Regions from separate parts of the Mus musculus genome. Here regions 2, 3, 4, 5, 6 and 7 are each linked to region 1. A link is a contact called in public Hi-C, HiChIP or PLAC-seq and promoter capture Hi-C data. All regions are on one chromosome and are shown on one strand. Each heading gives the region's core, a stretch centred on a gene start, on an enhancer-like site or on the middle of the called end of the contact. The rest is flanking DNA. Distances are from core to core; before and after follow the strand shown.

What was found. Promoter capture Hi-C pulls out the DNA fragments that hold promoters and counts their contacts. A called contact is a pair of places that touch in the nucleus more often than the background predicts. HiChIP or PLAC-seq counts read pairs in DNA pulled down with a chosen protein or histone mark.
Region 2: a contact with region 1 is called in an H3K27ac HiChIP or PLAC-seq map of bone marrow-derived dendritic cells, with 10 times the contacts expected there. The contact joins the promoter of Cd63 here to the promoter of B4galnt1 in region 1. A contact is called at or near these places in 2 of 39 promoter capture datasets (liver and pre-B cells), 1 of 115 datasets of contacts at active chromatin or transcription factors (bone marrow-derived dendritic cells) and 1 of 9 other capture datasets (adipose tissue).
Region 3: an H3K27ac HiChIP or PLAC-seq map of bone marrow-derived dendritic cells shows a contact between it and region 1, with 4 times the contacts expected there. The contact joins the promoter of Coq10a here to the promoter of B4galnt1 in region 1. A contact is called at or near these places in 5 of 39 promoter capture datasets (cranial neural crest, hippocampal neurons, liver and 1 more), 3 of 115 datasets of contacts at active chromatin or transcription factors (astrocytes, bone marrow-derived dendritic cells and memory CD8 T cells) and 1 of 9 other capture datasets (liver).
Region 4: a contact with region 1 is called in a promoter capture Hi-C map of liver, with 2.8 times the contacts expected there. The contact joins the promoter of Cs here to the promoter of B4galnt1 in region 1. A contact is called at or near these places in 9 of 39 promoter capture datasets (the HPC-7 cell line, cranial neural crest, embryonic stem cells and 5 more) and 4 of 115 datasets of contacts at active chromatin or transcription factors (bone marrow-derived macrophages, embryonic stem cells, microglia and 1 more).
Region 5: a promoter capture Hi-C map of pre-B cells shows a contact between it and region 1, with 3 times the contacts expected there. The contact joins the promoter of Pan2 here to the promoter of B4galnt1 in region 1. A contact is called at or near these places in 5 of 39 promoter capture datasets (the C10 cell line, hippocampal neurons, liver and 2 more), 1 of 484 Hi-C or Micro-C datasets (embryonic stem cells), 4 of 115 datasets of contacts at active chromatin or transcription factors (astrocytes, bone marrow-derived dendritic cells, large pre-B cells and 1 more) and 1 of 9 other capture datasets (liver).
Region 6: a contact with region 1 is called in a Hi-C map of B cells, with 11 read pairs. The contact joins the promoter of Stat2 here to the promoter of B4galnt1 in region 1. A contact is called at or near these places in 3 of 39 promoter capture datasets (hippocampal neurons, liver and pre-B cells), 1 of 484 Hi-C or Micro-C datasets (B cells), 1 of 115 datasets of contacts at active chromatin or transcription factors (large pre-B cells) and 2 of 9 other capture datasets (liver and pancreatic islet).
Region 7: a contact with region 1 is called in a promoter capture Hi-C map of stem cell-derived epiblast-like cells, with 5 times the contacts expected there. The contact joins the promoter of Mip here to the promoter of B4galnt1 in region 1. A contact is called at or near these places in 7 of 39 promoter capture datasets (the HPC-7 cell line, embryonic stem cells, liver and 3 more).

The regions. Positions count from the first base shown.
Region 1 is chr10:127,163,288-127,167,027 of GRCm38.p6, forward strand. B4galnt1 (beta-1,4-N-acetyl-galactosaminyl transferase 1) reads left to right here and starts at 1,869. Exons shown (of 11, transcript NM_008080.5): 1 at 1,869-2,232; 2 at 2,717-2,935; 3 at 3,431-3,595; 4 at 3,712-3,740. The coding sequence starts at 2,718. Gm51819 (a long non-coding RNA gene) reads left to right here. Exons shown (of 3, transcript XR_003949045.1): 3 at 378-396.
Region 2 is chr10:128,907,892-128,911,631 of GRCm38.p6, forward strand. Cd63 (CD63 antigen) reads left to right here and starts at 1,975. Exons shown (of 8, transcript NM_007653.3): 1 at 1,975-2,067; 2 at 2,504-2,580; 3 at 3,561-3,740. The coding sequence starts at 2,515.
Region 3 is chr10:128,367,111-128,370,850 of GRCm38.p6, forward strand. It overlaps Coq10a (coenzyme Q10A), which reads right to left and starts at 1,870. Exons shown (of 5, transcript NM_001374700.1): 1 at 1,588-1,870; 2 at 897-1,043. The coding sequence starts at 1,727.
Region 4 is chr10:128,336,134-128,339,873 of GRCm38.p6, forward strand. It overlaps Cs (citrate synthase), which reads left to right and starts at 1,594. Exons shown (of 11, transcript NM_026444.4): 1 at 1,594-1,826. The coding sequence starts at 1,785. It overlaps Gm51822 (a long non-coding RNA gene), which reads right to left. Exons shown (of 2, transcript XR_003949053.1): 2 at 1,006-3,740.
Region 5 is chr10:128,301,373-128,305,112 of GRCm38.p6, forward strand. Pan2 (PAN2 poly(A) specific ribonuclease subunit) reads left to right here and starts at 1,963. Exons shown (of 26, transcript NM_133992.3): 1 at 1,963-2,099; 2 at 2,723-3,121. The coding sequence starts at 2,840.
Region 6 is chr10:128,268,471-128,272,210 of GRCm38.p6, forward strand. Stat2 (signal transducer and activator of transcription 2) reads left to right here and starts at 2,028. Exons shown (of 24, transcript NM_019963.2): 1 at 2,028-2,247. Apof (apolipoprotein F) reads left to right here and starts at 229. Exons shown (of 2, transcript NM_133997.3): 1 at 229-299; 2 at 525-2,780. The coding sequence starts at 542. The coding sequence ends at 1,489.
Region 7 is chr10:128,223,811-128,227,550 of GRCm38.p6, forward strand. Mip (major intrinsic protein of lens fiber) reads left to right here and starts at 2,000. Exons shown (of 4, transcript NM_008600.5): 1 at 2,000-2,431; 2 at 3,238-3,402. The coding sequence starts at 2,072.

The DNA of each region.
Region 1 (3,740 bases), core at 619-3,118:
ACATGTACGCACATGTATGAAGAACATATGTGTGTGTGTGTGTGTGCTTCACAAGATATTTCCATGCGTAGGGAAACAATATATGAAAAATCTCAAAATACCATTCTCTCAATGAGGTTAATCTTCAACACTTGTGCGTGTGTCTGCATGTGTGTGCTGTGTGTGTGAGAGAGAGAGAGAGAGAAGAGAGAGAGAGGGGGAGAGAGAGAGAGAGAGAGAGCCTGAGGAGACCAGAAGAGGGCACAAAGTCTCCTAGTGCGCAGTTATGAGCCACTCAACATGGGTGCTTCGAATCAAACTTGGGTCCTCTAGAAGAGGGAGAAAAGCTCTTAACCACTAAGCCATATCCCCCAACCCAACTGTTGGCTTTCTGACAGGGTCTCACTTACTTAGACCAGACCAAACCTGCTAACTCCTCAGCTCCTGACTCCACGGTGTTAAGAAAGGCATGCGCCACGTCGGTTTTGATTCTACCAGTCAAGAATAAGATGACTGCCACAATTTTTGAACAAAATTTGAAGCAAGCTTTAATACTAGCCAGGATGATGGACTCTGGCCAGTCCACTCCAGGGTTCCTAGAAAATGGCCACCAGCTACAATGGCCAGGTGATTATAAAGGGCTAACTCACAGGCTATGCCTTGGTCAGATGGAAGCAAGCATACATCCTGACATACTTCCTCCTACCTACCTCTCAACTCCCTGTGATCCCCTAGAAAAGTGAACGCATGTGGCTTGCTATCTGATACGGGTAACAGCTTCCAGAGAATCGTGGCGTATCTGTCCTCGGGCAGGGAGTTGACCGGTTACAAAGATCATTTTGATTCACGGAGTTCTTGGGCACAGTAATAAAAACCTAACTTTGCATTCTACACCCGATGTCTATCAAGTGTTTTGTAAATAAATTTATTCCTATTTACAATAATATTCTATCTACATGTGGGTCTGTGAAGGGGTATCCAGACGCCCGGGAACTGGAATTATTGTTGTAAGCTGCCATGTGGGTGCTGGGAATTGAACCCAGGTCCTTTGGAAGACCAGCCAGTGCTCTTAACTGCTGAGCCATCTCTCCAGTAAGTGTTTTATATAGACAGGTTTACTAATATTTCCCTTCGCCTCTTGCTTAGGGGATCTCTTCCGACTGTAAAGGAAAAAAAGCCCTTGATTTATTTTAAAGGTTTTGTAATTCTACTTTTAGCATTTGATCTGAAACTTCTGGTTTAAGGGTGGGTTTTCCCTCTTCTCCCCAACACACACACACAGTTCATTCAATATTGCTTATCTACAGCCCCAACCCCCAGACACATTTTTCATTATGTTTTACCTATTTTTCTATTCAATTTTGATCCTTCTGAGAACCACAGGACTTTGTTTCTGGTCAGTGTCGGGAATCAAGCCACCTATGGCCTACTTCACTGTCCATCTGGCCACTTTCTGCGGTTCCTCTTCAAGTCTGTACCAAGAAGCAGTTAGGGGAAGTAGGCCGGCCATTGAGTAACGGCTTGCCTCGGTTGATGGCTGGAATTCGGAGCCAAGAGGTCAGAGAGAGGCCGCTGTCTTTGTTGCTCGTGAGGCAGTGTTCACCTCCAGGGCTGGCTGGTTTTATTTATTTCATCTTCCCCATCCAAGTGTTCCTTGAAATGAGGTTAGACCGCATACTGAACCCAATCGCCCTTCCTGGGGCTACACTGTGAACGAGTGGGGAAATGGCGGGGACCGGGAACTGGCATCTTAGACACCGCGGTTTGGGGACGAAGGGATGTGAAAAGGGGGGACCTTCCCGGGAGGGCTCATCGCCTAAGCAATCTTCTCCGCGTCCGCCAGACGGCGCCGCGGAGCTCGCCATCCCCGCTCAGAGCCCGAGCCTGTGCCGCAGCCAGCCCGGGAGCGGCGCTGCGCTGCGGTGTGAGAGCCGGGCGGAGGCCTGAGCCCTCGGCTGCCTGGGAGCGCGACGCGGTGCCAGGGCTTCCCCGCTTTGTCGCTGGGGCTGGGGCGCGGCGGATTTACGATCCAGTTCACCCCGGCAGGAAACGTTCAGAACCACCCCCGCGCTGCGGTCTACAAAGCCCCGGAGTCCGCAGGCGGGAGGAGTCGGATCCCCGACACTGTCGGGCTCCCTCCCGCCCAGCTCCCGCATCAGGCCGTCGCCGGCCTCATGAGGACCCCCCGGCCGGGGCGGAGAACCGGGCACTGCCCGGACCGCGATCCTGCCGCGGCCTTAGAACGTTAGACAGGTCAGTGCGCTGGCACGCCCGGCGGCCGAGGTGTGGGCAGGAGCGGCGTCCTCCTGGCCTCGCGCATCGTGCCCGTGGCTCAACGAGGCCACCCGAGGGTCACCGAGGCCGGGCACCCGCGAGCGCGGGCGCGACACCGTGCCTTCCCTGACCCGCCAGGTGCAGTACAGCCGCCCCTCCGCAGCACCCTGGCCCGGCTGCTGCCCGTGGGGTGGGGGTGGGGTCCCCGAGGGCTGCGCACCCAAGATACTGCATGTCACCACGGCAAGCCTTGGGTGTATGCGGAAGCCCAGAGGCGAGAGAGAGGCGGAAGAAAGGAGGCCGGGAGACCTTTGGCGTGAGCATGAGGGAAGGGGTGCGCGCCGTGCGGAGCGGAGATGGCTGGCCTTGGGTACCTGCGCGAGCCTCGGAGGCGGCGGGGTCCAGAGTCCCGGCCCTCACGTTCTCTGAGAGCCTGGTCACCTCTCACCCTCCCCCATATCAGGATGCGGCTAGACCGCCGGGCCCTCTATGCGCTAGTCTTGCTGCTCGCCTGCGCCTCGCTGGGTCTCCTGTACTCCAGCACCCGAAACGCGCCAAGTCTCCCGAACCCTCTGGCATTGTGGTCGCCCCCACAAGGTCCCCCGAGACTCGATCTGCTAGACCTTGCCCCTGAGCCTCGCTACGCACACATCCCGGTCAGGATCAAGGAGCAAGTGGTGGGGTGAGTGCGGACCGCGGCGTGGCGGCGGCGACAGCGCAGAACATGCTGGAGGGGGTGGCCGGGGAGCTTTTGTTTCCTCCAGTGCTAGACTCGGACGCTGCTTACTGCTGACTGGTTGGGTGCAGTTATCAGGGAGGTGGAGAGGGCTACCGAAGCTTGAACTGGGGGGGAGACAGGGGCGCGGCAAATCTATCCTCCTCAACCTTGTCGCCGCCACTGGAGTGTGGGAGGATGTACAGGCAAAAGAGCACCCGGAGACTGCCTGCTGTCTTGATTTAGACTTGAGATTCCAGAAGGGTTCCTGGATGGCGGCTACGTAGACATCCTAGTAATTGGCCCTAGTTCGCACCTCTGTAACGCACAGATTTAAGGGATAAGCTGTCTCTCACCTGTGGGCAGAGTTGAGGGATCAAAGTGTGCAGCGCTGTGCGTTTTGTGAGATAAATGGAGCTTAGGTACCTACCTGGACTCTGAAGCCGCTTCTCCTCCCTTTAGGCTGCTGGCTCAGAACAACTGCAGTTGTGAATCCAAGGGAGGAAGCCTTCCCTTGCCCTTTCTGAGACAGGTTCGGGCGGTTGACCTCACTAAAGCCTTTGACGCTGAGGAGCTGAGGGCTGTTTCTGTCGCCAGGGAGCAGGAATACCAGGCCTTCCTTGCAAGGTACCAGTGAGAGAGGAGGATCCAGCTCTTCCCAGGGAGGCCAGTGGTGTCGTAGTGACCCCGTTGGAAGAAAGAGCTCCTCTCCTACTGACTCCTTTATCACCTCTACACTACAGGAGCCGGTCCCTGGCTGACCAGCTGCTGA
Region 2 (3,740 bases), core at 725-3,224, 1.7 Mb after region 1:
GCCTCTACCTCATGAGTTCTGGAATAATAAGCACATACCACAACCATGCCTGGTTCATGAGGTGCTAAGAATACAAGCCCAGGCTGTCTGCATATTAAGCAAGCACTTTACCAACTGAACTACGTCCTCAGCTCAGGTTTATTCTTGTTTTTTTTGAGATGGGGTCTCGAGTCGTAGCTCATTCTGGCCTTGAACTTTGAATGACCAAGGGATCCTCCCGTTTCAGTCTCCCAAATGCTATACTTATAGGTGTATACCACTGATTTTGTTTTGGTTGGATTGAGACAAGGTGTTGTTGTGTAGCCCAGGATGGCCTGTAACCTTCAGCCATCCTGCCTTCACCTCCATAGTGCTGGGAAGGACAGGCCTCACCATCATGCCTAGACTTCTTTGTAGCCTGGGAACTGAGCCTGAGTTCGTGACACATGCTCTACCATAGATCTGCATGCATTTCCATTCGCCATTTTGAACTATAGTCTCACTAGCACTGGGTATACAGCTTAGCTGGTAGAGTGCTTGCCTAGTAGGCACAAAATCCTGGGTCTGGTGCCAGAACTGCATAAACTAGATGCACTTGTGCACACCGGTGGTGCCAGCACTTGTGGAGGCAAAATGACCTGCAGTTCAGGGTTATCCTCAGCTACATATGGAATTCCAGGCCAGCCTGGGCTACATGAGACCCTGATTCCAAAGAGATAGGTGTGTGTGTGTGTGGTGTCTCACTAAACTGTCCAGAGTGGCTTTGAATTTTTGATTTTCTTGTGCCAGGTGTGGTGTCATGGACTTTTAGTGTCTGGAGGCTGAGGCAGGCAGATCTCTGAGTTTGAGGCCAGCCTGGTCTACAGATAGAGTTCCAGGGCAGCCGGGTCTACACAGAGAAACCCTATCGAGAGAGAGAGAGAGAGAGAGAGAGAGAGAGAGAGAGAGAGAGAGAGAGAATATGAAAGTGCTGGGATTACATATGTGTGCCACCAGCTGGCCTTTGTTTTAATTGTTTCTTTATATACAGTCCCTTCCCTTCAGATTCAGTAAGCAACTCAAGGCAGAAGGAGCTGCGGAGAAAAGGACAAAGTTCAGGTTAGGAGTGTAAGGCCGGTCGGTCCTATCTGAGCTTTTTACAACAGTTCCTTCTGTGAACCACCAGCGGCACACGGGAGAAAGGTATTTCTAACTCTCGCCTTTACCTGGTTTTGCCATCTCTGATGAAAAGAGGAATAAGATACGGAAGTCCATGCTATTGCCTCGCCGGCCTTAGTGTCCTTTCTCACATCTCCATTAACCACTGGCTAATCCAGGAGCAAGGGAGCTCTAAGGCTTTGTTAATCTTTTCCCAGGAGGGCCCAGGCTCTGACGTGTTATGATTGACGCATGGAAACGGGGTTCTAGACAAGGGCTTCCTCAAAGGGTTTTCTCAGCTCAGGAGTTCTAGAAAATGGAGAAGCTGGGGCCATAAAACCCTAGTCCAGAATGTTGGGAGACTTCTAGGATGGGAAGCTAGGGGCTTTCTGGAAGTGTTTATTCTGACTTCACCCAGTGCCACTCAACCCACACCTTCTGCGGGTGGCTCGGGAATGGGGCGGGGGGCAGGGCCTTGAACAAGGACGGAGAGGGAGCTGCGTGGTGGGTACTCGGTGGGTTGAGGTCTGCAGATGACCGTTTTGATACTTTGGCTCAGTTCTGTCTTTGGGCAACTCTGAGCCGCCGTGCGTCCTCTGGACTCTGACTCGCCTACTCCTGAACCAGAGAGAACCAGACGGCGCCTGGGTTGCAGAGGGCTCCGGGAACCCTGAGGTCCGGCTCCTGGCTCGAGCCTTCCAGGCAGCGGCCACGTGGCCTTGTCCTGGCGGGGGGCTCACCTCCCCCTGCTAGCCTGGTGACTCAGGCCGCAGCTGTTCCCGTGTCACATGAGAGAGAGAGGGAGGGAGGGAAGAAGGCGGCCACCCTGCGGGGGAGGGGGGCGGCCGGAGCCGGGGCGGGGCCGTGCAGCAGGCGGGGCGCGGGCAGGGGGCACGGGAGACGGCGGCTGAGCCGCGGCAGGAGAGTACTGAGAAGCGTCGGGGAGCGCAGGTGAGCCGGGCCCGGGGACCCGGGGGACGTCCGTGGGGGCAACTTTGCCTCGAAGTTCGCGGGGCGCCATCCGCGCCGCACCCGAGGGGAGGCTCGCGCCCAGGGGCTGGCGAGGGTCTCGGGTCGCGGCCTGTCGGGATCGGGGATCGGGAATCGGCGCTGTGCAGCGGCGGGCGGAGATCTACCTGGAGTCCGGCCGCGCCCTCCGTGCGTCCCGGGATCCCGAGATCCCGAGGCCCCGCTGCGTGGCGCGCCCCAGTCCGGCCGGCGAGCGGGGAGGGCTGGGAGACGTGGGTCTGACCGCGGGTTTCTGGGTGGGAGGGCAGCGATGGGGGCCGCGCAGGGAAGGCTGCGAAGGCCGGCGGGGAGCTGCGGATGTGGCGGCCCCTCGGCCTGCTCTACCTGCTCTAATCCTTGGTGTTCTCCGCGGCCCCAGGCCCAACAGCCATGGCGGTGGAAGGAGGAATGAAGTGTGTCAAGTTTTTGCTCTACGTTCTCCTGCTGGCCTTCTGCGTGAGTAGTGCGGGGAGAGCGACGGGGCGCCCGGGCGGGGTGCGGGGGGGGGAGTCTTGGAGCGGGAGCCGTGAAGGGTGAGGGACCCAGAGATGAAGGCAGCTGGAGGCCAGATGTGGAAGGAAAGCCCAGGGAAAAGGGCCAAAGGCAGAACGTGTCCGCGCTACCTCCCTTCCCCATCCCCCACGCGCAGCTTTCCGGGACCTCTGAGTAAAGTTTGGACCGAGAATTGCCATCCTAGACGGGGAGCACCCCCAACCAACCCCCTCCTGGCCCTTCCTGTCTGGTGACCCAACCATTCGTGGTACGGGGTGGTGGGGCAACCTGCCAACGGTCTGATGGTATCGCCAAGGGGCTGTCTCCACTCCTCACACCGTTGATTCCTCTCCATTCTCTTAGCCCTCTCATTTACTTGGGGGTAGGAAAGGCTCTGCCCTCCTTCATTTGCTCCTCCCTGTGTGTTCTGAAAGGGGCCACTCTTTTTTTGTTTGTTTGTTTTTCGAGACAGGGTTTCTCTGTATAGCCCTGGCTGTCCTGGACCTCATTTTGTAGACCAGGCTGACCTCGAACTCAGAAATCCGCCTGCCTCTGCCTCCCGAGTGCTGGGATTAAAGGCGTGCGCCACCACGCCCGGCCCGAAAGGGGCCACTCTTACCCCCTCCTCCGCCCTAGCCTAGCTGGCCCTAGGACCTGAGTCACTGGAGTGAGGGGGTAGTTCTGGGAGAGACTCTAGCTGGGAGTCCATAGAAAGTAACCCATATCCTGTGCCGAAGCGCTGTTTAAAGGCAGCATGACACCTCCCGATTCCCTTCTCCTTGTGTGCCTTAAACAACTTCCCAGCCTTCATTGTGGGGCAAGGATGGGCAGACCTTGTCTACAGCCAGTGTTTCCTGGAGGTGTAGGATCTATCTTCTGGGTGGGGGTCGGGTGCGAGGGCTACTGGACTGAGGATCTGACCTAACTCTCGCCTTTTTCCTCAGGCCTGTGCAGTGGGATTGATCGCCATTGGTGTAGCGGTTCAGGTTGTCTTGAAGCAGGCCATTACCCATGAGACTACTGCTGGCTCGCTGTTGCCTGTGGTCATCATTGCAGTGGGTGCCTTCCTCTTCCTGGTGGCCTTTGTGGGCTGCTGTGGGGCCTGCAAGGAGAACTACTGTCTC
Region 3 (3,740 bases), core at 620-3,119, 1.2 Mb after region 1:
TTTGCCTCCATGTTTATCTGTGTATCAAACATGCTCCCGCTTGAGGTTGCAGTATGCCTCCAGGTGGGGCTGGGAAACAAACTCGACCCTTTGCAGCAACGAGTGTTCATCACTGAGCCAACTCTCCAGTCCCTTATAGTTTAAATTTTTTAAAGCATTTTTGCTATAGCTGGACATGGTGGTGCACGCCTTTAATCTCAGCACTTGGGAGACCGGCCAGCCAAGTCTAAATAATGATACCGATTATCAAAATAAAACAAAAGCCTGACATCCTGGTAGCCAGTAAAGTCCATTTAGTCCCAGTGCTTAGGAGGCAGAAGCAGGCAGATCTCTGAGTTTTAGCCCAGCCTAGACTACATAGTTCCAAGGTAGATACCCAGAGGTATGTCTTGAGACCTTGGCTCAAACAACAATAACAAAAAGCTGTGACTTAATTAAGTCCTGTAATAAGTGGTTTCTTAGCATGTTCAATCCCCAGCACTGCAGAAAAACAGCAGCATGGTGGCACATGTCTATAATCTCAGCTCTAGGGAGGTAGGTGGAGGCAAGATATAAGTTCAAAGTCTTCTTGACTGTATATCAAGTTCAAGGCCAACCCTAGGCTATGTGAGAGCCTGTCTCAAAATGTGTGTGTGTGAGATACCTATGATGCAGCTCTGGCTATGTAGTCCGTGGAAGCTTCAAGCTTAGATTACAGGCTGTACTACCTAGTCGGTTACCTTTCTATGATGTAACACAATTCTAGACTAATACACGTGCAGAACAACTAAGGTGGGAAATTTAGGTTGAAAGGCTGGCAGCGAAAACGTTGCTGGGGAGACAAGTGGCCCAATATGAATCTTACCCACTACTGGTACATGGTTATTTATTTGAAGGGGAAAAAAAGGAATGCTCACCCCATGATCCTACGCTCCGAGTAAGCCTTTCGCTTGTTGGTAAAGGGGGCAGCAAAGCCCATGAAGGAACGACTATGAGGTAGGCCAGCCTCCGCTGCCAAGGCCTGGGCAGCGCGAGGCAAGAAGAGATTACAGGAAATCAGAAACCTAGCGCCAAAAAGAAAGGAGAGGCAGCGTCACGATTCTTTTTTTGTATTCAACCACTTCAGGTGAAGGGGAAGAGGGATGCATCACAGAGGAAGGTCGTTGGTTCGGGCAAGCTTTTCTGCCCCTAGCACCTGCTGCAGCTAGCTGGGCTGGCTGGCCAGGCAGTCACGAGTGCGAAAGGTCGAGGGCGGCTGAGGACAGGGCCAGGGGTGGGGATGGGAAAAAGAAGGGCACGTCCTAAGTGCCAGCTGCCTTTGAGGCAACACTACTGCTGCAAGCAAACTGAAGCATCTCTGACGCCAGGGTCAGGCCAGGCACATCAAAGCCAGAACGCCGGCGAAGGCCAAGAAGTGGCTGGCACGCACCCGCCCCGAGCATCTAGCTTGTACGCGTATCTCCAGAACTCCATTCGAACTCCCAGGGCACCACCAATGCCAGCCCTTCTCCGGCCTGCCGTCTAAGGGCTGCCACCCTCCACCGCTGAACTTCGGGGTGCCGGGCGACCCCCTCCGGTCCTGCGCGGACGTCTGTGCCTGCCTCTCACCTCATTGGACGCGGCGGCCGCGGAGGGCCCGGGGGCGGGGTCGGGACGGAGCGCGCGCCCCGGCAGAGCGAGAAGCCGCAGCAGCTCCGGGCGGCCGCGCGCGTCGGGGCCGGGAGCCTCCGCGCGCCCGCAGAGGCCATGCGCGCGCCCCTGCCTGGCACTCCCGGCGGCGGCGAGCTGTAGGGGAGGCCGGGCAGGAAGGGCGGCGCGAGCTCCGGCTGCCTTCGCCCTGCTCCGGCCCGCGCGCCGGATAGGCTGTCACTGAAGCGGTGACCGCAGCTCTGGGTCCCCTCACGTCACGCCGTTGCCAGGGATCGGGAGGAGGGAGCGCGAGGAAGGAAGGGACAACGCTGCCTGTCGGGAGATGTAGTTTCTTTGACACCTCTGGCGTGAAAGAAAGGGCGCTGGGTGCGTGTCGGAGGAGCTGCAGAGATGGCTCGGGGGAGCGAGATCGCCTGGCACAAACTACTTGGCGAGTCTGTGGTCACAGGACCTGATACGTAGACGCAGAGGCGACGTCGTGGGCGTGTCAACGGCAGATGGCTGTCGATGTCCAGAGGAACGTTTCTCAGAGCCCTTTAGAAGGAGAGGCTCTTTTCATCCTACTGGCCTTTGCAGTGCCTGCTGCCGGTTTATGTCTTTGGAAAAGGATATTAACTTTGCAAGTTCTGGGCTGACTTGTATAATCTCTCCTAGATCTACACGCCCTTCCCCCTTCCTCCCCTTCTCGTTATTCGAGACAAGACAATTCAGGCCTTGAATTTGCAGTGCTCCTTCATGAACGTCCCTAGGAGCAGAATTTCCTCCCTAATATTTATGGAAAGAAGTCTGAGGCAGAAGCAGGAGGGTTGCCACGAGTTCCAGGCCAGCCTGGGCTACCTACCCAGTTTTAGAGTAGCCAGCTCTAAACAAGAAGCAAGCCCTACTGTCAGACCAAACCAAACATAAGACATGGTTTGTTTGTTCTTTGAGACGCCCTCGCTATATAAGCTTGGTTGCCCTGGAACTCTTGGATATCGTCCTGACTCTTAGCTGCTGAGATTACAGACATGCATGCTCTCCAGGAGGGCTTTGGGGTGTCATGATCTTGCTCTGTAACCTGCACTGACCTTGAACTCATATGCACCTTCTTGCTGCCACTTCCCAGTTGCTGGAATTACAGGTGTGAGCTACTACTAGCCAAAATTTACTTTTAGAAAAAAGCACCATCACTGTCGGGGAAAAATGTGTACTCAATGGAGGACGAGACATCACAGGCAGAAAGCCCAAAGGTGAATACTACGTCCCAGGATTCAAGGAAAAAACAAGCGCTCTTGGGAAAAGTATGACCAAAGGAAAAAGAGAGAAGAGAAATAAACTACAAATTAGAAAGAGATTAGCCTAGACGGGTGCAAGAGCAAGCAAAATTCTCCCGACTGTCACAGAGCAAGCTCTGCTTTCCCTACGCTGGGTTAAAGCTCCCCACATTGATTCGAGCTTTGCCTGACAAAGGAAATGTGCTGGCAGGAAGAAGACAGGCAATCAAAGCTACATTGTGATACAAGTCAAATGCTTTACACAAATAAGGTCATAGACTCAGAGTCAAGACGAGGCTAGCCAGATGGCTCAGTGGGTAGGGGTGCTTGCCACCCAGTTTGCTCTGAATTCAATCCTCAGGACTCCCCCCCCCCCCCCCGCCCCCATGGAGAGAACCAGCTAAACACACATCACACAACACACATGTGCGTCTCCCACACCCACACACACACCATAAACATACATACACATTCTCATGCACACACACACATTCACATTTATACACTCACACACATACACATTCTCACACACACACCATGCACACACACATACTCATTCTCATGCACACACACACACACACACACACACACACACACACACGAGAGCATGAAACCTCCAGATGCAGAATGAGTGCATTTCTAACACTTTTCCTTCCAAGCTCTTCAGAGAGAGCCTGCTGTGTCCTCATTCCCACGTCCCTTCCCTTCCTTCCAGTTCAAAGGTGGTGTTCCTTCTGCGTATGACCTTGAAGGGCAGCCTACTCCTTCCAGCTTCAGTCTCTAGTCTGAACCCACCTCCTCTGACGTCTGAGACAGCTGCTCGGAGTGAGGAGTAAGGTTGGGCAAAAGAGGGAAGTT
Region 4 (3,740 bases), core at 344-2,843, 1.2 Mb after region 1:
TTAAATAACTTCAAATAAATAAAAATTGGACGTTAAAGTACAGAATCCTATCAAGGGGCTTAAAAAGGATGGCATTCTCTCTGTAGTTATTAAAACTCCAGTTACCATTATGGCCACCCAATAATTGTCCCTTCAGCAGCCTCACCTGATGGGGACAGCCTCTGGTTACTTACGGCACTGGAGTTCAGGCCTCTGATCTGCTAGCTAGTCTCTGTGGATAATTAACTATGGGGGAAGGAACCAGGTCAGACTATTCTGGGGTTATGAGGAAACCCCATGTGAGATGCTAAATTGGGAGCCAATATTGATCAGTGAAGCTTTGAAGTCCCCGGGGAGGTGGTCTAAGGTTATTGCTTCTCAAGAGGCGCAGCTTCTCTTGATAAAGTTCTCTCATAAGAACTACCTGACTTCCAAGCTAGAACAACACTACTGGGCAGATATGAATATGTATATGAGAAAACTTGAGGAAATAGGGGTTTTCTTTCTCTTTTCCAAGTCTAAGCCACAAACTACATCCTCTATAAACAAGGACTATCTGAACTTGGCTTACATGGATACTGAGACCTCTGCACTTTGTTACTGTCATGTGGTGAGATAAAAGGATTGTACATTTGAGGCTTGGTGGTTACAGATAAGGTGCTCTGATCATTGGGTCAGCTTCTCTCCACCCTTAGGCCAATTTCACAGTAGGCACAGGAAAGTACAGAAGTTCTGAGGTGTTCTACCCCGGGGCATTTAAGAGTGATGTGTAAGATCATTAAATCCTTGTGTCATTCACTGCAATGTTTTCTGAGGGAGAAATAAGAGAGAGAGCCAAGTAGGATAAACGTCCTCGAGTCCTTTGGAAATACTGTGAATGATGGGACGAAAAGAGAGTGTCTAACACCTGATCTTGAGTGGAGAGTTGCAGCTCCTGATCCTGTGTCTGAGGTGGGCTGGCTCTATGGGGTTTTATGATATGGGGTTTTATGAAGAATGTCAGAATCATAAGGCCCAGGACCCAAAGACTGAAAGGTTCCTTCATATTAAGGGGGCTTTTGTAAGACTTAGACTCCATATAGTTCACAAACATCACTAAACATTCAGGCTTCTGGTTTTGCTCTTCTCCACATAACGGGGTCAGTATCTGTAATTTCAAGATTTCTTCTGTTCACAAATGACCATCAAGCAACTAACTCTGGCATCATAGCGGGCTTTCTGCGTGATGTCACCTCCACGGCCATGAAGTCATTAACCAAAGACATTCTTTAAGAAAGCATGCCAAGCAGGTAGAGGAAGTGCAATGGTCAGTTGCAGTGTTCAGTGACCTTCAAACGTCGCGTGCTGGAGCTTTATCTTCAGCATTCTCCGGAGAACCCGAAATGTGTTAAGGGCAAAGGGAAAAGCCAAAGAAGGAAGTTAACTGAGTTCTCAGGCACATCCTTAGACACCTACAATCCCTTTCCCACCCACTCCTAATTAGCCTAATCCGTACGGTCCAATCCTCCCCGCGATAACATCTGTCAAAGGCTCAGATCCCGCCCCTCTTCCATTTTGGGCCAATGGTCGAGGCCGGGGTGGGTCGCCGGAGGGGGGCGGGCTCAAGTTTCGGGCAGAGGGCGGGGCCTCGCCGAGGACCCTGGGCTGGGCGCCTGTGCCGGTTTGTCTACCCTTCCCCTCAGCCGCCTCCTTTCAACCTTGTCCGCCGGTTGGCGCGGTCTCCATCACAGCGGCGACCGCTCCTGTTGCAGCTGTAGCTCTCTCCCTTCGGTCCCTTCCCGCCAGGTCCCGGAGTTTCGCCCGCCATGGCTCTACTCACTGCAGCAACCCGGCTCTTGGGAGCCAAGGTGAGCTTAAAGGAGGGAGCGCGCCGTGGCGCGCGGGGTGGGGCTGAGGCGACCGCAGGGCCTCCGGCACCGGCTCTCCCTCCCACACCGGAGCGCAGCCCTCCGCGCCTTAAAGGGGCCCGACCCTGGCGAGCCGCCAACCCTTCCCAGAGCTCCTAGGCCATGTGCTGCGTGCCCTTCCGGCTAAGGTGAACGCTGCCGGCCCCGGCCTGCAGCCCCCGGCGGCCGGGAGGCCCGCCTTCTGTCATATCAAGTATCCAAGGTGCAAGCGAGGGATGCAGGGCCCTGGCTGCAAGGCCAGAGAGCAAAGATGTGGCGTGGTCCCCCGAATTAGGGAGAGAACTGTTGGAGGAGGAGTGGGGGATGTATAAATATGCTCACTTGGTCACTGGGGCTAATTTGGGCTCTGCTTTGTAGGGTGAGTCCTGTCAGGACCTGTTTCTTTCCTCACTGTAATTGAAGCCTGTAAGTGACCCCGCCGTTTTAGTTTTGTTAGGGGACTAGAGCCCCCCAGCTCCTCTTTGTCCTTGGGACTCCTGCACTTAATGTATATAGGAGGAGCTTGAATAGGGTGGGGCATTTCTGTTAAACCTGCTGATTATGTATCACATCAGGCTCTAGGTAGAACCAGAAAGGTTGTTCCTCCAAGCTACAGGCCAATAAATGAAGACAGGCGTGAGGTAGTAACACCAAGGTCACATGACTCAATTCTACTACCTACCAGGAGTACTTCCCCTTATTCCCTGGCGGCCCTTTAATTTGATGGTTTGCCTTTTGAATTCTGAAGTTCAAGTCCAAGTAGGGATAACTCTTAATTTCACGTTATCACTACTTTTTTGCTCAGCATAACTTGGGCCTTTAAACAGAGACCCAGCTATGCTGAGGGAATTTCAGCTCTAACCCAAGTGGGGACAGTCCCACAAATGACCTTGGCTTCTGTTTTAGTTTTAAAGGAACTAATAGGTTTTTCTCATCAGTAGATAGTTTGAAGCAAAGTACACCTGGAGGAAAGAAAAGACTTAGAATGGTATTAACTTTCTGTGTGAGATGCATAGTTGTCAGATGTACCACAAAACTTGTAGGGTTTATCTTGGGGCTTTTCTGTGTCTGGCAACAAGGTAGAGACTGGTTATTTGGTAGACACTTGTCTTACTTGGCTGTTGCTACTGCTGCTGCCAGGGAACTGGGTAAGGAAACCTCTTGGGAAATGAAGCAAGTTCTAGACGGTGTTTGGCAGAATGGTGGACCTATAATTAGATCGGTTCAGGAGCTGCTAACCCAGACCAGATAGTCTAACACAACAGTGAACTTGAAAAAGCCTTTGGTTTTACTTTTTTTTTAGTTTATCTTGCTTCATAAAGCCCTAGGAAATGTCATAATGCTTTGGGAGGGTGACTGGGCCACATTTGTGTTGTCATTCTTTACTTTTATGTTAGAAGTGAAGTTGAGGATCCCAGAAACTTTGCTAGTCTTTTGTACTCTGTTGGTCAAGTTGCTTGAGTTGCTTGAATCTCAGTGTGCCTTGCACTGAGCATGATGGTACGTGGCTGTAATCCCAACACTGAGGAAACGGAGACAGTGGGTACATAGTAAGTTTGAGGCCATCCTGAGCTACCTGCTTCTCCCAAGAGGTGAGGCTTACTCTTGAAATCAGCAAGGGCAGCCAGGTGGTGATGTCACACACCTTTGCCTGCAATCCCAGAGGCAGGTGGATCTCTGTGATCTGGAGCTGGAGACCAGCCTGGTCTACAGAGTGAGTTCCAGGATAGCCAAGACGACACAGAGAAACTTTGTATACAAAAAACAAAAAACAAAAAACAAAACAAAAAAACCCAAAACAACAACAAAAAAATCAGCAAAGCCCAGAAACAGGACATGGGGACTCTCAACTGTAAAACAAACACTGGGAGGCTT
Region 5 (3,740 bases), core at 713-3,212, 1.1 Mb after region 1:
AGGTCTCTTTCAATTATGAGTCTTTAATATGGAGATTTCTGTGTAGGGACTGTCTGGGTCTCTTAGCACCTAAGTCCTTGTATGAAAATTTAAATCTAAGGACCAGCGAAGCCAGAGATCCTTTGAGTTAGGTGTTCTCTATTTTGATGTAGGATTTCTTGGTGTGTGGAATACCCAAGTGCCTATGTCCCCCTTGCCCACCCCATTACTATTTTATTTTGTTTTTTTTTTTTTTTTTTAGATAGAGTTTCAGGTAGGCTAGGCTGCAGAACATCCATAGATGAAGTCCCGATGCATCTGCCTCAGGGTTCTTTCTTGAAGTTCTACTTGCTTGCCTTTATTGAGAGAGAGAAAAATCACACACACACACACACACAGAGAGAGAGAGAGAGAGAGAGAGAGACAGAGGGACAGACAGAGACAGATAGACACTTAAATTTATTTATTATGTATGTGTGCCACAGTATGAATGTGAAGACAACCACATTGAGTCTCAGGGATGGAACTCAGACCCTGACAGTTGGTAGCAGTATCCTTACCTGCTGTACCATCTTGAAATCCTCTTTCACCTTTTTGAAAAGAAATACATTTTTATTTGGATGAGGGGGGTGTTTTGAGACAGGGTCTCACTGTCTAACCTTGGTCGGCCTAGAATTCACTACGTAGACCAAGCTGTCCTCAAATTCACAGAAATCCATTCTGCCTCCTGAGTGGTGGGATTGCCATCCCACTTAGCCTGGTTTTTGTTTGTTTGAAACAGGGTCTCATGTAACCTGACTAGCCTGGGACTTGCTATATAGAAGAAGCTAACCTTGAACACTAATCCTCCTGCCTCAGGATTACTGCCATTACAAATATACCTCCACTATGCCTGGCCCAATAAATGCTTTAAAAGTTTTATTATTGGTGTTTATTATTGGTGAGAACTTTCTTCCACAGGCACCTGTTGAAAGGGATATTCACCATGTAGCCATAGCAAGCCTGGTCCTTACTATCTATGTAGCCTAGGCTGGCCTCGAATTTGTAAGGGATTCCTGCCTCTGCTTTAATAATGCAGGTATTGTAGGTATGGACCACTAGTGGCACAGGGCCTTTAAAAACAGAGATGACAGAGCTGAGTTTGGGCAACCTAAGACATCTCACAGCCTGGACCAATTCCAAAGCAGTTTAGTACACAGCCAGTACCCCCAAATATTTTAGACACGGTGACACACTCTCACAGGAGAGGGAGAGGCAGTAGGATCTCTTAGTTGGAGATTAATCAAGAACCCCTCAGAATAGCTACAGCTCAGTTGACTCAGTTTACTGTTTATCTCTCTCTTGGGGTCAATGTCCAGCTCCACGGTCTAGGGGAATTTTGACAGTCTAGGAGACTTGTTTCTTGGGAAAATTAGGGGACCTCTGGGGACGACACAAACATTGATGGGAATTTCAGATGGATGCCTCTAGAAATAGAGAAAAGGTGGCCACTTGGGCCACACTAGAAGTCAGGCTCCCGCTTCCTTTTTCTTCCCCACATCTAGAAGTCATAGGAAATGCCAGTGAGTTTCGGGGGTACAGGGTCAGAGGTATTGGAATGGCTCACAGGCACAGCAAGATGAAGGTCTATACGCCGGGAATGATGAAGGCCACGCTGGGAATACCCACCGGGCGAGTCCCAGTGCTTAGCCTCTGGCGCCCCTTTAGTCTAGTTCTTATTCAGGGAGCGTAAAAGCTTGGCTTCAAAGTCTAAAGTTAATTTTGCTTAACAAAGCCTGAGAGCGAAGGGATTACTTTTCGTAACACCAAATAGATCCGCGCCTGATTCAGTTTGTCCCCGGTGGCATTCCGTAACCTTGTTTTGGCGGAGGCTACGTCACTCTCCTTCTCAGGCGCTGCCTGTACCTGGCTTTTTCTGATTGGCTGGGATGAGCCCGTGGCCCCCGCTGATTGGAAGCGATGGCTGCCAATCCACCGTCCGTCTTGCTTGGGTTAGGTTGAGCTAGAGGCGGGGGAGTAGTAGGGAAACTGGAATTTCCCGCGGAGCTGACGGCGCTTTCTCTACCCCCTACTCGTTTGAATTCCACGCGCTCCAAAATATCCGCCATGGAGAAATCTTGGTAATGACCCATTCCCCGTAAGCATCCCAGGAACACGTCTTGACCTTTGCCCTAATCCTTCCCCTCCCGTCCCCTGCGCTGGGGGAGAATTCTGGGTAACCAGTTTCTCTGGTTCGCTCAAAGAATTCTGGGTAGCTATCCGTTTCCATTACTTCCCCCTTACCCCCGCCCCGTTTGTGGGTAACTGGCCGTTCTTGTTACCCACCCCCTGGAGAATGCTGGGTAACCACTGTAAAGGATTCTGGGAAACTGGCTTGTCTTGCCCCCTTCACCGCCCAGCCCCTTTGTCTCATGTCCAATTCTAAGAAACAAGCATTTCAGAGCTCTCCCCCGAACTCCAGCCCCTATCAAACCCGCTCCCTTCACCTTGTGGTTCAGGAGAAAGGGAAGTCAAGAGTTAGATCATTTGGTGGGCTGGCAGGGAACTTAGGAAGTTTAGAGGTGCAGAGTAAGGGACACTGTCATGCCACTCACAGTACAGCGTTGCCCTTGTCCTCTTCATGCATGCTTCCGTCTTTGCCTGGCAGTCTCATCCCCTCTGCCTACCTGATTGTCCTGTCCACATAGAAGATACTTCCAGTACCTAGGCCTATCCCTGACTGCGCTGCCTCTTTCCCTTGCAGGCCAGAATGTCCATTCTAGGTTCACTGGTGCTGTCCTCCTGAAGGCTGGGTCACTTGTCTGTAGGAAGCGTGGCAAGGGAGGGTGTGACTCCGGTCTGACCAGCGGCCACTATCGTCATGAACTTTGAGGGTCTGGATCCTGGACTGGCCGAATTTTCCCCAGCTATGCATTCTACCCTGGACCCAGTCCTGGATGCCCACCTGAATCCAAGTTTGCTACAGAATGTGGAGCTAGACCCAGAGGGAGTGGCCTTGGAGGCTCTTCCTGTCCAGGAGTCAGTGCACATAATGGAAGGTGTCTACTCTGAGTTGCACAGCGTGGTGGCTGAAGTGGGAGTGCCTGTGTCTGTCTCCCACTTTGATTTACATGAGGAGATGCTGTGGGTGGGGAGCCATGGGGTAAGAACTATACCCCTTTCTGAAGGCTGAAAGGGTGTATTAGAAATCTTTATCTGGTCTTTGCCCAAGGACAGCTCTTTGCAGGTAGTCAAAACTGAGTTGAACTGATGAGAGTTAGCTGGGTCTTTCAAACCAACAAGGGAGTGGAGAGATTAACTACATATTTAGTTTCATAAGGCATTCCACTCTGTCAGTTCTCCTATCACTACTGTGTTTTTGCGACAACATCTCTCTCTATAGTCCAGGCTGATCTAGAACTCACAGCAGTCCTCCTGCTTTTGCCTCCAAAGTGCTGAGTTTCCTTGTATGTAACCATATCTGACTGTTGTTTATTGTTTTTGTTGTGTTGTTGTTTGTTTATTGTTTTTAAAGACAGGGTCTCTCTATCCCAATCTGGCCTTAAACTTTATGTATAGCCAAGGATCGTCTTGAATGTCTGATCCTCCTGCCTCTATCTCCTGAGCGCTGGGAAGATAGACACCAAACCCATATTCAGTGTATGTTGCTGAGATAAACCCCGAGGCTTTTTGCACAGCAGGCAAGCACTGAACTCACTCCTACAGGTCAAATCCTGGTTTTGTTTTGTTTTGTTTTTTGTTTGTTTTTTGTTTTTCGAGAT
Region 6 (3,740 bases), core at 778-3,277, 1.1 Mb after region 1:
TAGACTCTGTCCTTGTCCCAAATTAAAGCCAGGTGACCTTCATGGAAGATAAGATCAATGTCCTCACTGTTGAACCTTTCTGTCCCTGGCTTATTTGCAAAGGCCCTGGCCAATGTCAACATTGGGAGCCTCATCTGCACCACAGGGGCTGATGGGTTTGCTCTAGCAATTGGCCCAGCCCCTTTCACCTCAGCAGCCCCAAATATCTCTCCTATTCATAGGGCAGAGAAACAGGAGCAGGATTGTGGAACTACCGAAGCTACCCAGGGACTCTTACTTCTCAATGGCCGGACTGTATGGTAATCTGGGTCCCCCATAAGTGGGTGGGCATTAAATGGGGAGGTCACTCTGACCTAGAAATGACAGAAATTGTGCTGCACTTCCCATATCCTTACCCCTTTGCTAAACAGAACATAAGCTTGGAGGTAGGTGGTAGATTGGGGGTTCCCTGAATCTTGGGCTCCCTGCAGACTATAACCTTCAAAGACATGGTCTGCATGTTTTGGGGTTCTCCCTTTTTCCAGGGTGCTCAGCTCCTGACATGCATAGCCTCCGACTCATCCTGATGTCAATCCAGCTGCTTTGCTATCTCCTGCTGTGTCCTGTGGATGCCACTTCACACGGAGAGGCAACCAGTGTCTCTACGGTGCTCCCTCCCTCGAAGTTGGGATACCAGATGCAGACCTCAGACAAGCCCTTGTCCTGCCAGATGCTGCTCCCCAAGTCCCTGCCTGGCTTCACTTACATGCCCCCTGTCTCCAAATTCCTGGTAGGCCTGGCTCTAAGGAATGCTCTGGAGGCAGCTGGCTGCCAGGCTGAGGTCTGGGCTCTTCAGCTTCAGCTTTACCGATTAGGAGGTGTGGAGGCTACACAAGCCCTCATCCACCATCTCCAGGAGCTCCAGAAGAGTGGACACACAGACCGGGAAGTGTCTGTGGATGCCCTGTCCTCTGCTCTGCAGCTCTTAGCCTGGGAGCAGCCAGGTCCAAAGAGGGCCAAACGTTCGATTTCCAACACAGACTGCGACAATGATCAGGAACAGAGTGTCCACAATGTGGTTGACCTACTACCAGCAGTAGGCACCTACTACAACCTAGGCACAGCTTTGTATTACGCCATTAAGAACTGCTCTGACAAGGCCAAGGAACGAGGTCGAGATGGGGCCATAGATCTGGGTTATGATCTCTTGATGGCCATGGTAGGCGCGTCAGGGGGCCCAGCTGGTGCGGTGATCACGGCTGCTCTTAAGCCAGCGATGAAGGCTGGGGTTCAGCGGCTGATCCAGTATTATTATGATGAGAAAGAGGTGACCACCCCTCAGCCAGAGGTGACCACCCATCAGCCAGAGACCGGAAAGGATGCCACCACAGATATCGGTGTTGTGGAAGAAATAGCCATGTCTAATTTTGTGTCAGAAGTTGAAAGTACAACTTCTAACTGGGAGTGGCCTTTATTAAAGAACTATGGTGTCTTGGCGTACAAGAGATAGTAACAAAACAACCAATAAGTGGAAAATTCTGACAAGAGAAGTGTAGATGGATGGATGGGTGGGTGGATGGTTTGGGATACTGTCATCGCTTGCCAGTAATTTCCTTCTTGAAACTTAGATTTTTACACTCTAATGGGGCTGGCTAACTTCCACCTGAACAAGTGATTATAGAAATTAAAAAGCGTTATCATGAACCCACAGTATTTATCATTCATATCCTCAAAAATACCTTATTACCTCAGCTCTTCCCTCCCTATCCTAAGGGACGCAGGTCCCACCCTTTCTATGGAGTCCTAGGTGCCTTCACGCACCCTGGTTTCAGTTTCCTTTCCCTAGAACTCACGGTTCGGTTCGGGTAAATCAGCTGCTAGAATTCCTGGCTAAGACTTTAGTTGGGCTCCGCCCGACTAGGGGGGCGGGAGCGGGCACTAACGAGCTTCTCCCTCTCCGCCAATCACTGAAGTCGGCGGTGTGGTTTCAAGCAGCTTGTCCAGCCCAGCGCTGAACGGGGTTGTGTTTCAGCCAATGAGAGTGACACGCGGGGAGGGCGTGGCTAAGCTTTCGGTCGCCCCACCGATCCCGGAACGCCGAGCGTCCACAGCCGGGTGATCCATTCCGCCAGCCGGGTGACCCATTCCGCTGTTCGCTATCTTGGTCCGCCGGAGTCGGGGGAGGGTGGAAAACGGGTCCTTGAACCGCTTGGAGAATTGGAAGTTGCAGCGAGAGCACTGGAAGGAGCGGCACTGGACCCTCAGAAGGTACAGGCCCCGAAAGGGTGTGCGGAGCGGGGCGGAGGTGCCAGCCGGTTCCCGGGAAGGGCTGCTGCCCCGGGTGATGCCCCTGTAGACAAGGCTTCTGCTCTCTGGCTGAAGTCGAACACCCTGCAGGATGCTGCACCGCTGCACAGTTCTACTTCTCAACCCTGTCGACTTCCTTCCAAAACTCCTCCGCAACCCTTGCAGCTGCTCTATGTACCCATTATGATCCTTGTCATAAGCCAAAGCTTTAACCTCTGCTCTGCGAATCTATTTACTTATTTGTTTGCTTCCTTATTATATTTTTAAAATTTGTATGCATGTTGTGTTTATGTACTAGGTGCGTGCCTGAATTGGCCAGAAGAGGGCCGAATTTACTAGGACTGGAGTTAAGATGGTTGTGAGCAGCCATGTGGGGGCTGGGAACCGAACCCAGGTCCTCTGGAAGAGCAGCCAGTGCTCTTAACCATGGAGCCATCTCTCGAGGCCCTTTACATAATTTTTGATCCTTGCACAAATAAATAAATAAATAAGAAAGACATCCTTGATCATTATGTGTGTGTGTTTGTATAATATATATATATACACATATGTATATATATATATTATATACATATAATACATATAAACTATAGTCCTAGAGGTGAAACTGTTTGCTTAAGGTTACACACAAAGTCTAGTTTATTTCAGAAAACCTTATTCAGTGCAAAACTGATATCGGAGAGTGAAGCCAACTAGAGAAAGTACTTTGTTGCAGCCCCTATAGCCTACGTGCAGTTAGTTCACTTAGGCAGACTTTGGGTGTGAGGGTTGAGACAGGGTTTCTCTGTGTAGCCCTCCTGTCCTGGAAACTCAAAGATCCACCTGCCTCTTCCTCCCAAGAGCTGGGATTAAAGGTGTGCACCAACACCACCCGTCAAGTTTTTGTTTCTTAGAAGCAATACAGGCATATAATTTAAAGAGTCAAGTACCCGTTTGGAGCTGTAGCTCAACCAAAGCTTTCACAGAGAGTAAGGCACGAGGATCAAGGATTGCAAGAAAGCTAAAATGAAAACAAACATTTTGTTTGAAGAGAGATTGGATCAGGGCTATGGAGATGGTTCTTCAGTTAAGAGCACTGTCTGCCCTCCCAGATGTCCTGAGTTCAATTCCCAGCCATGGTGGTTCACAACCATCTATAATCCTAGAGTCCTATAGGATCCAATGCCGCTTCTGATCTGTGGGTGAACATGCAGACAAAACATCCAACATATACATAAAATAAAATTTTTAGAAGGAGAATAATTGGATCTCCTGCCCAATCTCTTCCCTTCTCCATTCCTGCCTTTAAGGAAAGAAAGTCAACGCCTGGACTCTAGGTGGCAATGTTTGCTCTGTAGTAGAATCATGTGACCTTTAAAGAACACTTGTGTTTCTTCTAAGCTTTTCAGCTCTAGGTACAATAAGAGTAAGATTTTTATTTTTTCCTTTTTATTTATTCTTCTCTCATACATCCT
Region 7 (3,740 bases), core at 750-3,249, 1.1 Mb after region 1:
TAGTTTTAATGTGTAAATGTGTATGAACATTTTGCCTGTGGGTGTGTAGGTGCACCAAATGTGTGCCTGGTGCCTGTGGAGGACGTCACCGAGGACATTAGATCCCTTGGAACTGGAGTTATAGGTGCTTGTGAGCCACCATCTGGGTGCCTCTGTGAGACAATGCATGCTCTTGCCTTCTGAGCCCTCTCCCCAGCCTGTGAAGTTTTGTTTGATTTTGCATTTGTTTTGCCCATTTTGAGACAGTTTTCCTATATAGTCCTGGGCAGCCTGGTACTTTTTATGTAGTCTAGGTTGGTCATGGGCTTGCTGCTTAAGTCTTGGGCACTATTATTCTAATCTTGGTAGAGATGGTCCTCCATGCCCCATGTCCCTGTGGAAGCTTTGTGCCAGGCAGGAGACTCTCACCCTATGTGACTAGCCCTGGCTCTGAGTGTGGGTGTGGTGAGCCTGGCACAGATACTTGGGGTGAGGTCCTCCGTCCCCCCTTAACCTCTATAGTTCTGTCTTATGTTGTAGCTAAAACACTTCTGTCACTTTGTATCCTCACACCCACCTGCCTCAGCATACACTCAGAGGGTCTCAACTCCTATCTGTGATGTGCTAACCTTGCTCCTCTCTGAGGCCATTTCCTGCAGGCAGCACAAACCCTGCATTTTCTGGGGTTGACGTAGGTGACTGGGATCTACAGAGTGAGATGCTACGAAGGTTACAGGACCTGAAGTCAGGAGTCTTTTGAGATGCTCCTGGGATGTTCAAGGGTCCATGGATGTTACTGTTTCTCTTCATCAGTCCCTGTGAGTGCCCCTGGTCTTGACAACTTCCCCTGCTGTTCTGTGGGTTACAGGGGCCCTCCACCGTCACTGTACTGTCTGTACCATCCAACCCCAAGTTGCACATTGCAGGACAGAAACACAACTCCCTAATGTGTTCCTTCTCACTCCCCACTGGAGGAGAGGCACTGGCTGAGCCATCCCTACAGGGTCTGCTCCAGGGCTTCACATGAAAAGCTCTGCTGACCTGTATGACTTCCCAGGTGGAGGAGTCTGTCTCGGAACCCCATTTTTCCTTCTCTATTCACAGAGCCCCGCTCTCCTAGGCCCCATGTCCCTCTCTGAAGCTGAACAGAGCTGAACCTCTTTCCCCTTGACCCAGATTCTTCTGCGTCTGGGTTGAGGGTGGGCACTCCAGTCTTGCTCTCAGCTGTCCTGGAGAACTGACTGAGCTGTTTTGCCAAGTGACTGTTTCTTCTCATCCACCACCTCCTGCTACCTCACATGGGTTAGGAAAAGGCACAGCGTGGCAAGAAAGTGGGAAAACGGACCACGTTTCCTCCTTCTGGGACCCCAACCCCACTTTCAGATCATGTTTCCCCACCCCCTGGTTTAAAAGGGCAGGCTGATGGTTTGGAAAGGGAGACGCTGGCATGGCCAGGGGGTAGGGAACTCCGGGGCTCTGAGAAAGCCAGACACAGCAGAACTATTCAGTTCCAGAGCTGCAGGGTCCACAGATTCCAGTCCAAACCAGCCAATGGGAGAAGGCCCCCTAATCCCAGGGAACTAAAGAATTCTCTTCAGTTATTCAATTCCCCTGCTGCACCCCACTCCTTACCCCCTCCCCCACCCTTAACCCCAATAGACTCAAGGGAGCCAGAGACCCCCATGAGCGAGCCCACCCTATCTTAGAGGAAGTGAACTCAACCTAACTACCTTCCAAGAAATCTGAGGAATGTTCTAAACCAGGTGTCAGTCAGGACTATACTATGAGCCTCAGCTTTGACACACACAGACACACTGTTCTAGTTCTCCATCCATGGACCCCATACTTCTGGCTCCTTGGCTTCTGCGCTCATCCCCGCCCCTCCCCCTGCTGAGGAGAGAGAAAAGGAAATCCAACCTCTTTACCAGAAGTTCGATTCAGACCTCCACAGCTGTGAAGGGGTTAAGAGGCAGAGCCAATTACCTCAACCTGCCCCTCCCAGGGATTAAGAGTCCTCTATAAAGGGGACTGTCAACCCAGGCAGGTCCAGGGGGTTATTAGGGACCCAGGCACTGTGTTCACCCCCACTGCCATGTGGGAACTTCGGTCTGCCTCCTTTTGGAGGGCCATATTTGCTGAGTTCTTTGCCACCCTCTTCTATGTCTTCTTTGGGCTTGGAGCCTCGCTACGTTGGGCCCCTGGGCCCCTACATGTCTTGCAAGTGGCTTTGGCCTTTGGCCTGGCCTTGGCTACATTGGTGCAGACTGTGGGTCACATCAGTGGAGCCCATGTCAACCCTGCGGTCACTTTTGCCTTCCTTGTGGGCTCCCAGATGTCCTTGCTCCGGGCTTTCTGCTATATAGCAGCCCAGCTTCTGGGAGCTGTGGCTGGGGCGGCTGTGCTGTACAGTGTCACCCCACCAGCTGTCCGAGGAAACCTAGCGCTCAACACGGTAAGGGCTGGCTAAGGGTTGGGGAACACAGTGTCCTGACTGTTGGCCTGGCATGCTTGCTCATGGTTGTGTGTGTGTGTGTGTGTGCGTGTGCACGTGCGTGTGCATGTGTGTGAGCCATAAGTGCTCTGGAGGGGAAAGGAAAGCATAGAGGCCTCCGTGGTGAATCCAGAAAGTTGAGTTCAAGTCCCCTTTCCTTCTGTTTTGAGCTGGAGGGCCAGGGGTGGGGGTGGGGCAGGCGCAGGACTCTAGACCTAGCCTTCCTACATAGCCAAAGAGTCCTTCTGCCTCTACTCACCACCCCCTCCCCCAAGTGCTAAGATTACAGACAGGTACACCCAAACACATCCAGTTTATGTAGTGCTGGGAATGGAACCAGGGCCTCACGCATGCTAAGAGGCAAGTCACATCAAATGAGCTGCACACCCAGCTCTTCTCTCCCCTACTCCTTAAGACAGGGTTTCTCTGTGTAGCCCTGGCTATCCTGGAAGCTCTGTAGACCAGGGTGACTTCAGACTTACAGAGGAGGCCTGCCTCTGCCTCCTGAATGCTGGGATTAAAGGCAAGTGTCACCACTGCCAGGCCAGGCTCTTAGATTTATTTTACTTTATAAAGTCTCAGTTTCCCCTCTCAGGTGAGTGAGTGCAATCATTTCTACAACAAAGAAGCTCTGTTAGGATAGCAACACTGGCTTGGGAGGGGCTCCGCATCCTCTCCCGGGAACTGAAGTGTAAGGGGTGCCTGCTTCAAGTGGGAACAGCGTGGCAGGGCTAACAGTTGCCTCTGTTTCTGTCCCCTTTGGCCAGCTGCATGCTGGGGTGAGCGTGGGCCAGGCCACCACTGTGGAGATCTTCTTGACGCTCCAGTTCGTGCTCTGCATCTTTGCTACATACGACGAGAGGCGGAATGGCCGCATGGGCTCTGTAGCCCTGGCTGTTGGCTTCTCCCTCACCCTGGGGCACCTCTTTGGGGTAAGCAAGAGAGGTGGGAAATTTCTTACTCAAGGAATCTAGGGACCCTAAAGTATTACCAACTTATAAGGGTTCTTTCCTTCCTACTCCACCTTTAATCCTAAGTATTATATATATACCCTATTCAGTACCAGTTGGTACAAAGGGATAAACTTTCTTACAACTGCTATATCTAATCCTTCTTGACTTTAGGATGGAAAGTTATATATCATGAATAGAACTGTTCTTCTGGGGCCATAAGTCTGTCCCTAGATGGAATATCAGTGCTACTCTCTACCCTGGAGATGTATGAAGCTGGTATTACTGCATTGGCTGATGGCTGGAGACAAGACAGCAGC